Linked DNA regions of Ctenopharyngodon idella: region 1 is linked to region 2. Evidence: chromatin contacts called from public Hi-C data. All regions are on one chromosome and are shown on one strand. Each heading gives the region's core, a stretch centred on a gene start, on an enhancer-like site or on the middle of the called end of the contact. The rest is flanking DNA. Distances are from core to core; before and after follow the strand shown.

Evidence for each region. A called contact is a pair of places that touch in the nucleus more often than the background predicts.
Region 1: a contact with region 2 is called in a Hi-C map of muscle, with 3 times the contacts expected there. The contact joins the promoter of magi3a here to the promoter of zgc:158263 in region 2. A contact is called at or near these places in 2 of 2 Hi-C or Micro-C datasets (both in muscle).

The regions. Positions count from the first base shown.
Region 1 is chr22:4,340,318-4,345,462 of HZGC01, forward strand. It overlaps magi3a (membrane associated guanylate kinase, WW and PDZ domain containing 3a), which reads left to right and starts at 3,501. Exons shown (of 20, transcript XM_051879901.1): 1 at 3,501-5,011. The coding sequence starts at 4,705. si:ch73-206d17.1 (tyrosine-protein kinase STYK1) reads right to left here and starts at 860. Exons shown (of 10, transcript XM_051879963.1): 1 at 721-860; 2 at 528-601; 3 at 254-403; 4 at 1-138. The coding sequence starts at 570.
Region 2 is chr22:4,173,696-4,178,998 of HZGC01, forward strand. zgc:158263 (ceramide kinase family protein) reads right to left here and starts at 2,246. Exons shown (of 13, transcript XM_051879934.1): 1 at 1,836-2,246; 2 at 560-655; 3 at 324-461; 4 at 94-222. The coding sequence starts at 1,986.

The DNA.
Region 1 (5,145 bases), core at 2,251-4,750, 170 kb after region 2:
AGATTGGCCCATAACGTCCCATCTGAAGCGGCTCAACCGCCACCAGGGTGCACTGAGTAGGTATCTCCCATACACCCAAAGCTTCCTGTGCAGGCCGCAGAGTCCCGACGCCTGTGTCCAAGGGTACGGGCTCCCCTTCTGAAAGATGGTTGATTCAGCAGATACTGTTTCTCATGATTTGTCTCAAAAAATCAAGCAATAAAACTAAAAATGAACTGACATTTGGGTTCAAATTGTTGCCTCTTTCACATACCATTTACATTTGAAGATGAGGCTGTGATAACCTGAGCTGATAATCTTTTGGTAACGAAGCTCCATATTATCTGAGACACAACAATCAGGGTGCTGAGAGCCAGCAAGCTTGGGATAATGATCATCGCAAGTGGACCTGATCCTTCCTCATCTGTCCATTCATACAAACACAAGGCAAATACATTTGCTGAATATTTCATCATCATCTGAAAATAAATGTTAAGCATTTAAAGACTCGATTGTAAGTACTGAAAGAAAGATGGACTCTTACGTACAACCAACTGGGTCAGAGCCGTTGGATTGGGCCTGTGCAGCCATAAGAGGGTCTCTTTAACATTTCCAAAACAGGCTTGATAAAAGACATTAGCAAGATCATTTGAATAGAAAGAACATATGCTATTAGAGCTGAATTGCAAGACTCTTTGGACCATAATATCTCAACATATTGTGAGTGCATATCATCCTTACCTTACTGGAATAAAGGTGGAAAAGAAACTTTTAAAGAGGTATCTAACTGCTTTTGGTAGCCTTTTTTGTTTGCCTCTTTCTGTTAGCATAAAGTCTGATTTTGACTTTCAGAGCAATGACCGTGAGGGTGACTGCCCACCACATCAATGATTAACTTAAGAATAGAACCCTTTTAACTGTTGCCAGGAGTGCAGTGTTTTTCTGAATTGCACATTATTTTCACTCATCTCTCTCTTGAAGTAAGGTAAAATGAGATGCACGTCAATATAACCCTCCTCCCCCACACACCTTTATTTTTTCTCTTGACGTTAGACGGCACAAAACCTCATCTCAACACATTTAATGAATAGATATTCTCTTCTTAATGTTGTCATTTCATCTGAATAGCAATATTTGTGAGATTTAGTCAGACAACAGTTTTGAGTAACTGATCTCCGGAAAACAGTGATGGCATTATGACATTATTACGTTGAATATCAAAGTTTTTGGTGTCTATTTGTTAATGAGGGATTTATGGACACATTAATGTTTTTATGATTTGTGGAGGAAAAAAATATGTTTTTTATTTTTAAGTGAGTAAGATGGCTCCTCAGAATTGGCACAGAGGGCCCGATCGGCATGTTATTGTATTTTGTAGAGTTATTATACAATAATGAGTTAGATGTACATTTCAGACATCTTTGCTATTCATTAAAACTTACAGTATAGGCTAATTGAGTGAATTTGTTGTATTTTGTGTTATGTATCATAGTGTTGCTACACTGTAAAAAAAAAAAAAAAATTGTTGGTTTAACTTAAAAAAGTAAGTTACCTGGTTGCCTAAAAATTTTTGAGTTCATTGAAATAAAAAAATTGAGTTAATACAATGAATTAATCAACAGAAACTCAAAAATATTATGTTATCTGAACCGCATTAATTATTGAAGTTGACTTGACAAAAGAAAAAATGTGATAATTCATGAAAAAAATTTTTTTACAGTGTATTATGACATATCTTTAATTAAAATATGGGCAATTAAATATTTAGATACCTTTATTTTGGCAGCATAGTGGCTCATTGGCCTTTATTTGGGTGCACTGTCACCTCACAGCACTGAGCCAAGAGGCCTTTCTGTGCAGAGTTTGCATGTTCTCCCTGTGTCTGCATGGGTTTCCTCCGGGTCCTCTGGTTTCCCCCACAATTCAAAAACATGCAGTATAGGTGAATTGGAGATGCTAAATTGTCCGTATAAAGAGTGTGTGTGAGAGTCCCAAGCCATGTAATTGGGAGGGTTTGGGAAAGATCTGGCGACCTATCCCGAAAAATTGTCACCAAGAAAATTCATGGACAGTCTCACATTTGGTAAAAGATGGCCCACAGAATCACCAAGAGTCGAATATGACTGAAATGGTTAATGAATGAATTCCTTTATTTAAGTGATAGAATTACCTTTCAGATGAATATTGATACTGGGATTCTGTTTTGTCTGTCATTAGTTATTCAATTATTCAACTAAACTGTCAAAACAAATTTTAAATAGAATAGTTCATTTCGTATTTTATATTAATGTCACTTTAAATATATATATAAATATTGATAAGAATGAAATTAAAAGTCATTTACACATTCTGTGAAACTTTACTCAGAGGGGCTTCTATCTTCAGTAGATTTTTTCTTGCTAATTTAGTTGTCATAACACAAAAAAAATTAATTATTGTAAAATTATTCAATTTATTCCCCTTAATAACACACTGGCTGATGCATCATCATCATACACATGCTAAACATAAAAATAGTTAAAAAGTAAAAGTTCTTAAAGGGATACTTCACCCAAAAATGAAAAATTCTGTCATCATTTAATCATGCTCAAGTTGTTCCAAACCTGTATATGAATTTCTTTCTTCCGCTGAACACAAAAAAATATATTCTGAAGAATCCAAACAGTTGATGGACCCCACTGACTTCAATGAAAAAAAAAAAAAATACTATGGAAGTCAACTGTTTGTTTACTGACATTCTTCAAAATATCTGCTTTTGTGTTCAGCAGAAGAAAGAAATTCATACAGGTTTGGAACAACTTGAGGGTGAGTAAATGATGACAGAATTTTCATGTTTGGGTGAACTACACTTTTTAAGGGGTGCACCTTTCCTATCTTCCCCTACTATTTTTACAGGGTGCAATTCTATACTACAACAGAAGGTGGCACTATAATACAGCATCAACCCTAAAAGTTAGGATTAAACCTGATTTTAACCCCTGATAAGATTGTTATACAATATTGTTTAACTGTATTATCTTTGTAAAACTACTATTAATGCAAGAAAGAAATTACATGTTTATATTGTAAAGCAACATCATAGATGTGTGTGTAATAATAAAAATGTGTGTAACAGGTGGTGTGAAATTACAAGGTTTATATGCACAGCTGTTCGACACATGAACCCATAATAACAGACCAATATATTATGAAGTTGTTCATCTATTTTCTTTTACATCCATGGTTTTCAAAATAGGGTTCAGTAAACACCTGTAGGACATCTAAAGGGAAACCCGAGAGTCCGTGGAGTAGGTTTAAATAGGTTGATATTCAAGTTCTATTTTATGACATTTCTAAATTCTAAATCACAAATTTTTAATGTATGATCGTAAGCATTATATAATGTTAATGCTCTTAGTTTTAATTTCCATCTTTTGTTATGCATTGTATGTATATTAATTGTATATTCTTATGATCTTATTATTCCTAGCCTATTAAAAAAGTGGGGTTCATCTTTAATGTTCTGTTAATATTTTTCATTTGAAGTAGCCTATTTGGAGCTTTTATTTATTTTTAAAGCATTTTGAGGTGCATTTTTGTAATGAAAGGTGCTATTCAAATAAATTATTGTTATTATTATTATGAAAATGTTATAAAGTTTTACCAAGAAAATGTAGCTTTTTTTTTTTTTTACTCTGGGGGTATTTGTTAATATTCTGGATGGGGGTTGAAAACCCTTGGTTTACATTTTACCACTTACTATCTTCAAAATATATTTCATCAGGCATTTTCAAGACTGTAAGGGCAGCAAATTTTTCCTCAACAGAGTCAACACCTTTTAGCCCTAGAAGCACGGCAGAGAGAGAGGCTTTTTAAGTTTGGTATTGTGAAATAGTATGGGAAAGCCCGCCCTCTCGCTCTCATTGGCTGCCCCGCTCTCGTCCACTCTACATTGGTGTCGGTACGCGCCACTGACAGTCGCTGCTCTCGTTTGGCGCAAGTAACAAGGTGAAAATCTACAAAGTTGCAAATCTGAGCCTACAATTAATCACCGACGGGCGATGACAGCTCTACACAGACAACAACAACCCACACAAGAGGGCGTTTCTACATAAATCAAAGGTCGTCGGACAGTGGACCTAGTTAGTCTCGTATTCTCGATCCAGGTATATTGTTGTTCGTCGTTTCCCGTGAACGCGCCGGTAGCTGATGTCATTGGAACAGGTGCGCGAAACCCAAGTTAACAACAGTCGCCCTAGATCGCGAGGGATTACACACGGATGTGAGTGTTTTCTACGGCGTTTCATTCATCAGCCGGTATTACCAAGCGATTTGAGGCTGTATGTTTTTTTTTTTATTTGCCTGGATAAAGGCTGTCCTGCTTCGGGTGGTAGTTTATTGCTATTTCCGTGTCTTTTTCTCCTAGAAAGCGCTTGTTTGGATCGTGAAGACGATATTTGGCGACACTTCTTGGTGAGCAGTGAGATCTAGCATAGATTTTAAGGCAATGAAGAGAGCTTTTACCTTCATTTGAGTTCGGGTCTCAATACGTGAATTTTGACTGAACCATACAGGGAATATATTTTAAGAACCGAGCAATGCCGACTCTGAAGTTTTGAAACCTTTTTTTTTAAACCTTTTTCACCAAGACATGGGAATGAAGCCGCTGTGCTTTACTGCGCTCTAAACGCGTTTGCATAAGGAAATAACCTGTTTTAAGAGACTCGATTACGAAAGGGATTAATCATGTCCAAGACACTGAAAAAGAAGAAACATTGGTCCAGTAAAGTGCAGGAATGCGCCGTTTCGTGGGGTAACGCCGGGGAGCTCAGCGCCGTACTGGAGATAAGCGGGGGAGCCGAGCACGGAGAGTTCCCGCACCTGGGACAGGTGTTGTCGGACGCGTTAGTGTGCCATGTCGGCAGGCTACCTGGTCCCGGAGATGTGCTTCTGGAGGTGAACGGCACGCCTGTCAGCGGACTGACAAACCGAGATACCCTCGCCGTCATCCGGCACTTTCGCGAGCCCCTCCGTCTGAAGACCGTAAAGCCAGGTTAGTTTGTTAACCCAACTGCTAAAACCTAGCGAGCTACTAACCTAAACAACAGTTTGTCACTCTACAATTAGCACTAGGGTTCTTTTTGTAAAAGCTAGTTTATAAGCCAGTGTTAAGCAACGTTTCGTATT
Region 2 (5,303 bases), core at 996-3,495:
CTACTTGACGTGCAGGCCGTATCAGAGAGCAAACAAGGGGACACTTGATAACTGTTCAGTTATTGAACGGCACAGACAGTCTCAGTATCTCACCCACAACATGAGAGCTGATGCCAGCCAGCTCAAACAGAGGGGCCACTAGAGAGTGAAAGATCTGTTTCCCCCTCTTCTTTCCTCCAAAAGGATTAATGAACACCAACAACCTGTGAGGACGCGAGGGGCCTGATAAAGGAGAAGTAGATGAAGGGAGAGATGTTAATGAGTCATTAGAGAATAATGAGTCTGGATGAATGATTAAGGGTATTATTTTCAGCTGTACATACTGTGGGTTTTGAGTGCGGTTCGGAGTTGAGTGATCCATTGATCCCGGACACCCCGGCTAGGACAGCAGAACTGGGTCCTGCCCAGACTCCATGACAGTCCATGTCCGTTACCTCTGCTGTTGCGCTTCACATAGAATACTTATGTGATTAGAAAAGGACAAAAACTAGGTTTAGTCTAACTTTGTAGTATTTGATCCCTGTGCAGAAAAAAAAGAAAATCACTTTCGGAAACTTACATGTAAAATCAAGGTCAGTGTCTTCTACTTTCTTCTGGGTTTGGATCTCAACTCGACCCTCCTTCACCCCAATCACCTCTGACACCGGCACTGAAACTAAGAACGACAGATAGACACTTTACGCTCTTTCATAAGTGATGTAACCATTTCTCACATTCTCAAAAAACATTCCACCATTCCTACTCAGGCCTTTTATGCAGACGCCAAGGTGTATAGTGTTTGTTACCAAGAATTGATGGTGCTGTTCAACTTGTTTTGAAGTCATCAGAATGCAGACAAAGACAAATCCAACAAGGAAGGACTTTTAAACATGATTTTCTTTCATTTCACATTATTTTCATTCATTAGCTGAGCATTAAGCAATAAACTGATATGTTTATGGATTATTCCCTTCAATCGAATCCAGCTAGATCATGTTAAGACAGCATTTATATTGTCATGCACATAAATTAAGTTCAAAGAAAACTGTGGATACAAAGTGGATAGCGCACAGAGCATAAAGTGTCACTTTAACCTTTTTCTACATTTCTTGTCAATAATTAAACTAATAGTAATGGTATATCAGGCATTATATGGTGGTTAATTATCTACAAATAAGAATGACTATAAGTCACTGATGTGTCAGAGTAAGTTTTCGTTTACATTTCTATGGCTGTTCATCCAAATAATATTTAAATTATTTTATTATTAGAATTATTTTAAATGCTTTTTTGTTACTTCTTAACAATAAATGCTGTTGACTTGGGCTCATATATTATTTAACACAATTTTTTTATTATTAATATTAGTACCTGAGTCCATAACGTGCACAACTGCTCATGTGATGTCAAAATGGCTGCGCCCATGAGGGGGCGACCTTCTCCTTGTAGAATTTATTAATTTATTTATTTTTAGAAGACTGGAGTGGAGGCTTCATCTCATTTGAAGTAATTATGCTATTTCTCAAATGTGCTATTCATTTCTTGCCTCGTTTATAATTAGTAAAAAATGACCGAGTCTGGCTTTAGTTTAGTTGATACATTATGCATATAAATATGCGGTTACTCATCTACAAATAAGTCTACTTCAAGTCAAGCACCTTTATATCCCATGTCATGTAATTTTGTCATACACCCCAAGAAAACCCATAATACGATATAAACATATTTACATTTATCTATCAAGCTATCTTTATAAAAAAAAAATAACAAACACTTGTCTCAAAACTTAGTGAGCTGTCTACCTGGACCGCATTTTTGGAACACGGGTGCATTGAGAACGATAATAAATGTCGTACTTGTTTTCTTCTCCCGGTTCCTCTTGTCGATCTCAGTCCAGCTGAAGTACCATCCGCTCAGGAAAGCCCTGTACCGCTTATTACCGATCCACAGACTTGACTCGACTCTCACCGAATCTATTTCCATCGCCACTTTGGTAGTTTCATTCATCTATAGAACTTCATGCTCTCACAAGCAATATTCAGCTGTATTTTTATCCATGCAAGAATTTCGAAGTTGGTCAAGGCGTCTAACATTTGAAGCGAACAAATATAAGCATTTTGTTTAGACGTGAGTTAAAAAGAGTCACCAAGTTTAATAAATAAGCTTATGTAAGTAAGGTAAGATCTAGTAAATTAAGACGGCTCCGTCTTCGCTATCCTGTACTGACCTATTTGACTGTTCCTTTGCATAAAACAAGTTAACTTCCCTTTGAGGTTGCGCACCTGTACTGGAAAAATTTGCATACGCAACTCTCATTGGATAATATGATTATGCAGATGGTAACCGACCGTAATTCATTGTAACAGATCAAACGAATACTTTTTTGCCATTCAAAGTTTTTCTTTTATAAAATTGATTTAAACTTTATAAAATAAAATATTTGATTCACTGCCTCTGGTGTTATTAATCAATTAGATTTTATGAATTTTAACATTGTTAAATGTAGGAAAAAGTACATTCTGTGCAGTGGTGGGCGGAGCTAGTGAAAATTGTGTTATAAATATTCACAGTAAATAGACACATGTTGTATATTATGTGTAGATAGACTATCAAAACACTGGTGGAAATTCAACTTAGATATATTCATGTAAGTTTCTCCTTTCTTTCTGCATCCTTTTGTTTTTACTGTCAACATATAGTTGGTGTGACTGGTATGACTAGATGACATGACACTTAATAAACACACTTCAACCGTCAATTTTTTTTTCCTTTTTTTTTTTTTTCCTTTGGTGAAGGATGATTATACAATATCTAAGATTAGTCTGAACACATGCAATATTGGCATCAAATGTCAAAACAAGTGTCAGTTCTGTTTGACTGCACATCTTACTCATCTTTGGTCTATTTTGTTTTCTGTCTATGTGTTTCTATTCTTCTGTTAAATAGGCTAAACCTGGAAGGTTGACTTACCTGAAAATCTGCTTAACCCGACTGACAGCAAAAGTAAAAGGGTTCCCTAAATATGTTTATCTCCAAACAGAAGTATTTTTTATTTTATTTTTTAATTTGTCTACACATACTAATATATTATATCAGAAGTTGCACGCATTATGATGAGAAGCATGCATCCTTTGTCTCTAATCATAATGTATATTAATTTAGACATTAATTACAATGGTAAAGACACAATAAGATGTATACCCGCCCACATTAAGAATCCACTTTTCCAGTCTGTTCTGTAATATTGTTTTGATAAGCTTGTACCCTCTACTTCAGAACAGTTCCTTTTAACCTCCAGCAGGTGGCGACAATGGTTTAGACAAGCATATATGCACTGCTCGTAGTAAAAATAAATACACCTGATCCTGGTTTCGCTACATCTAACAATATAATTGTTATAATAAATAATTTTATTCAAGATTTTTATTCAAGATATTTCATTCAATATGTCGTTTATGTGTTCCTTTCAGGCATCATTTTCCCTTTCAAGTTGTCATTTTTGCAACTTGGCTATGAGGGGTTCAAAGTTAGCCTAATCCAAAAGAAATGTAGCATGAATTATTTAATAACAATCAGCTACATTGTCAAATGTGACAATGTGACATCATCCATTTTGTGTCAAAAAAAAACAAAAAACAGATGCAGTGATGCATCTTGGCGGCTTTCTCCATAATCATTCTCTAGTGTTGTTTTGGAGTTGCTAGAGGGAATCCAGCTGGGCAAGTAAAGCCTAAATTGAAAGCAGCTGCTCTAAAACTCATTGTAAGACAGAGGCATACTTTGTCCCAGTTATGGATGTAACTGGGCATGTAAACAGATCCTCTGCAGATGTCCTTGTGATATTGGATGGAGAAAATTCTCAATGGCTGAACAGAAAGGGATGACAGAAGTAATCAGTCTTTTTTTCTGAGGGAAACTTCTTTTAATTATAGGTTACTGGACTAAATGGATCTATTGCCACACATTTTATAGACTTGTTTGCCTAGAAAACCACATGATGTCTAAATGATTATTGATGCACTTGTTTGAGTCAGTTTATATCCAAGGATAAACAGTCTTAGACCATCACTGATGGTTTCACAGTTTTGTAGTTTTATAATTTCCTATTTCTTTCAGGGTAAGGAGAGCAATATTATATTAAAGCTGCAAGCAGCAGTGTTGCCAACTGCTTTCAATTAAAAGTAGCTAAAACTGGTAGCTAAATGTCAGTAGATGACATCATAAGGGCAAATTCATTGATCTATATAAATAGATCAATGAATTTGCCTACTGATCTATATGTAGATCAGTAGGCAAAATAAGAATCTAGATAAGGTTTGTCCAAGAAGTTGTTAGATTTATCCCTAAACTTTTGAAAACAGTCCCAAAAGGGACGGGGAAGTCACTAAATCTAGTGACAAAATCGCTAAATTGGCAACACTGGCAAGCAGCGATGAAAGGGCCCTTGCACCGGTGCCACCGCCACCCGCTGGCTTTAAGAAAACAGAGCACGTTGTGCCAAAATGCATTTAAGTAGGTAAATATAGGAGGACTGTGTCAAATTCATTTGTATTTGCCACAGTTCCTGCTGCCAGCTGGTGGTGCTATGACTATAACTGAATATTGGCATGTAGATGTGGACTCTTATCAAACATGTTAAGCTTGGGGCAGATTGGACATTTCATGTATGAGTTACAGCAACTTCCAGTTTCGTTTTATTATTAGCATGCTTTAGCAAATTAGCTAAGTGTTGCTAAGATGCTTTACCATGTTTTTAGCATGTTGCATGTTAAAGGAACACTCCACTTTTTTTGAAAATAGGCTCATTTTCCAACTCCCCTAGAGTTAAACAGTTGAGTTTTACCGTTTTCGAATCCATTCAGCCGATCTCCCGGTCTGGCGGAACCACTTTTAGCATAGCTTAGCATAGTTAATTGAATCTGATGAGACCGTTAGCATCTCGCTCAAAAATGACCAAAGAGTTTCGATATTTTTCCTATTTAAAACTTGATTCTTCTGTAGTTACATTGTGTACTAAGACTGACGGAAAATGAAAAGTTGTGATTTTCTAGGCCGATATGGCTAGGAACTATACTCTCATTCCGGCGTAATAATCAAGGAAATTTGCTGCCATACCAGATGCTAACGGTCTAATCAGATTCAACGAACTATGCTAAGCTATGCTAAAAGTGGTACCGCCAGACCCAGAGATCGGCTGAATGGATTTGAAAATGGTAAAACTCAACTGTTTAACTCAAGGGGAGTTGGAAAATGAGCCTTTTTTCAAAAAAAAGTGGAGTGTTCCTTTAAGTTTGGGCAAGATTAGACATTGTAACCCTCTACAA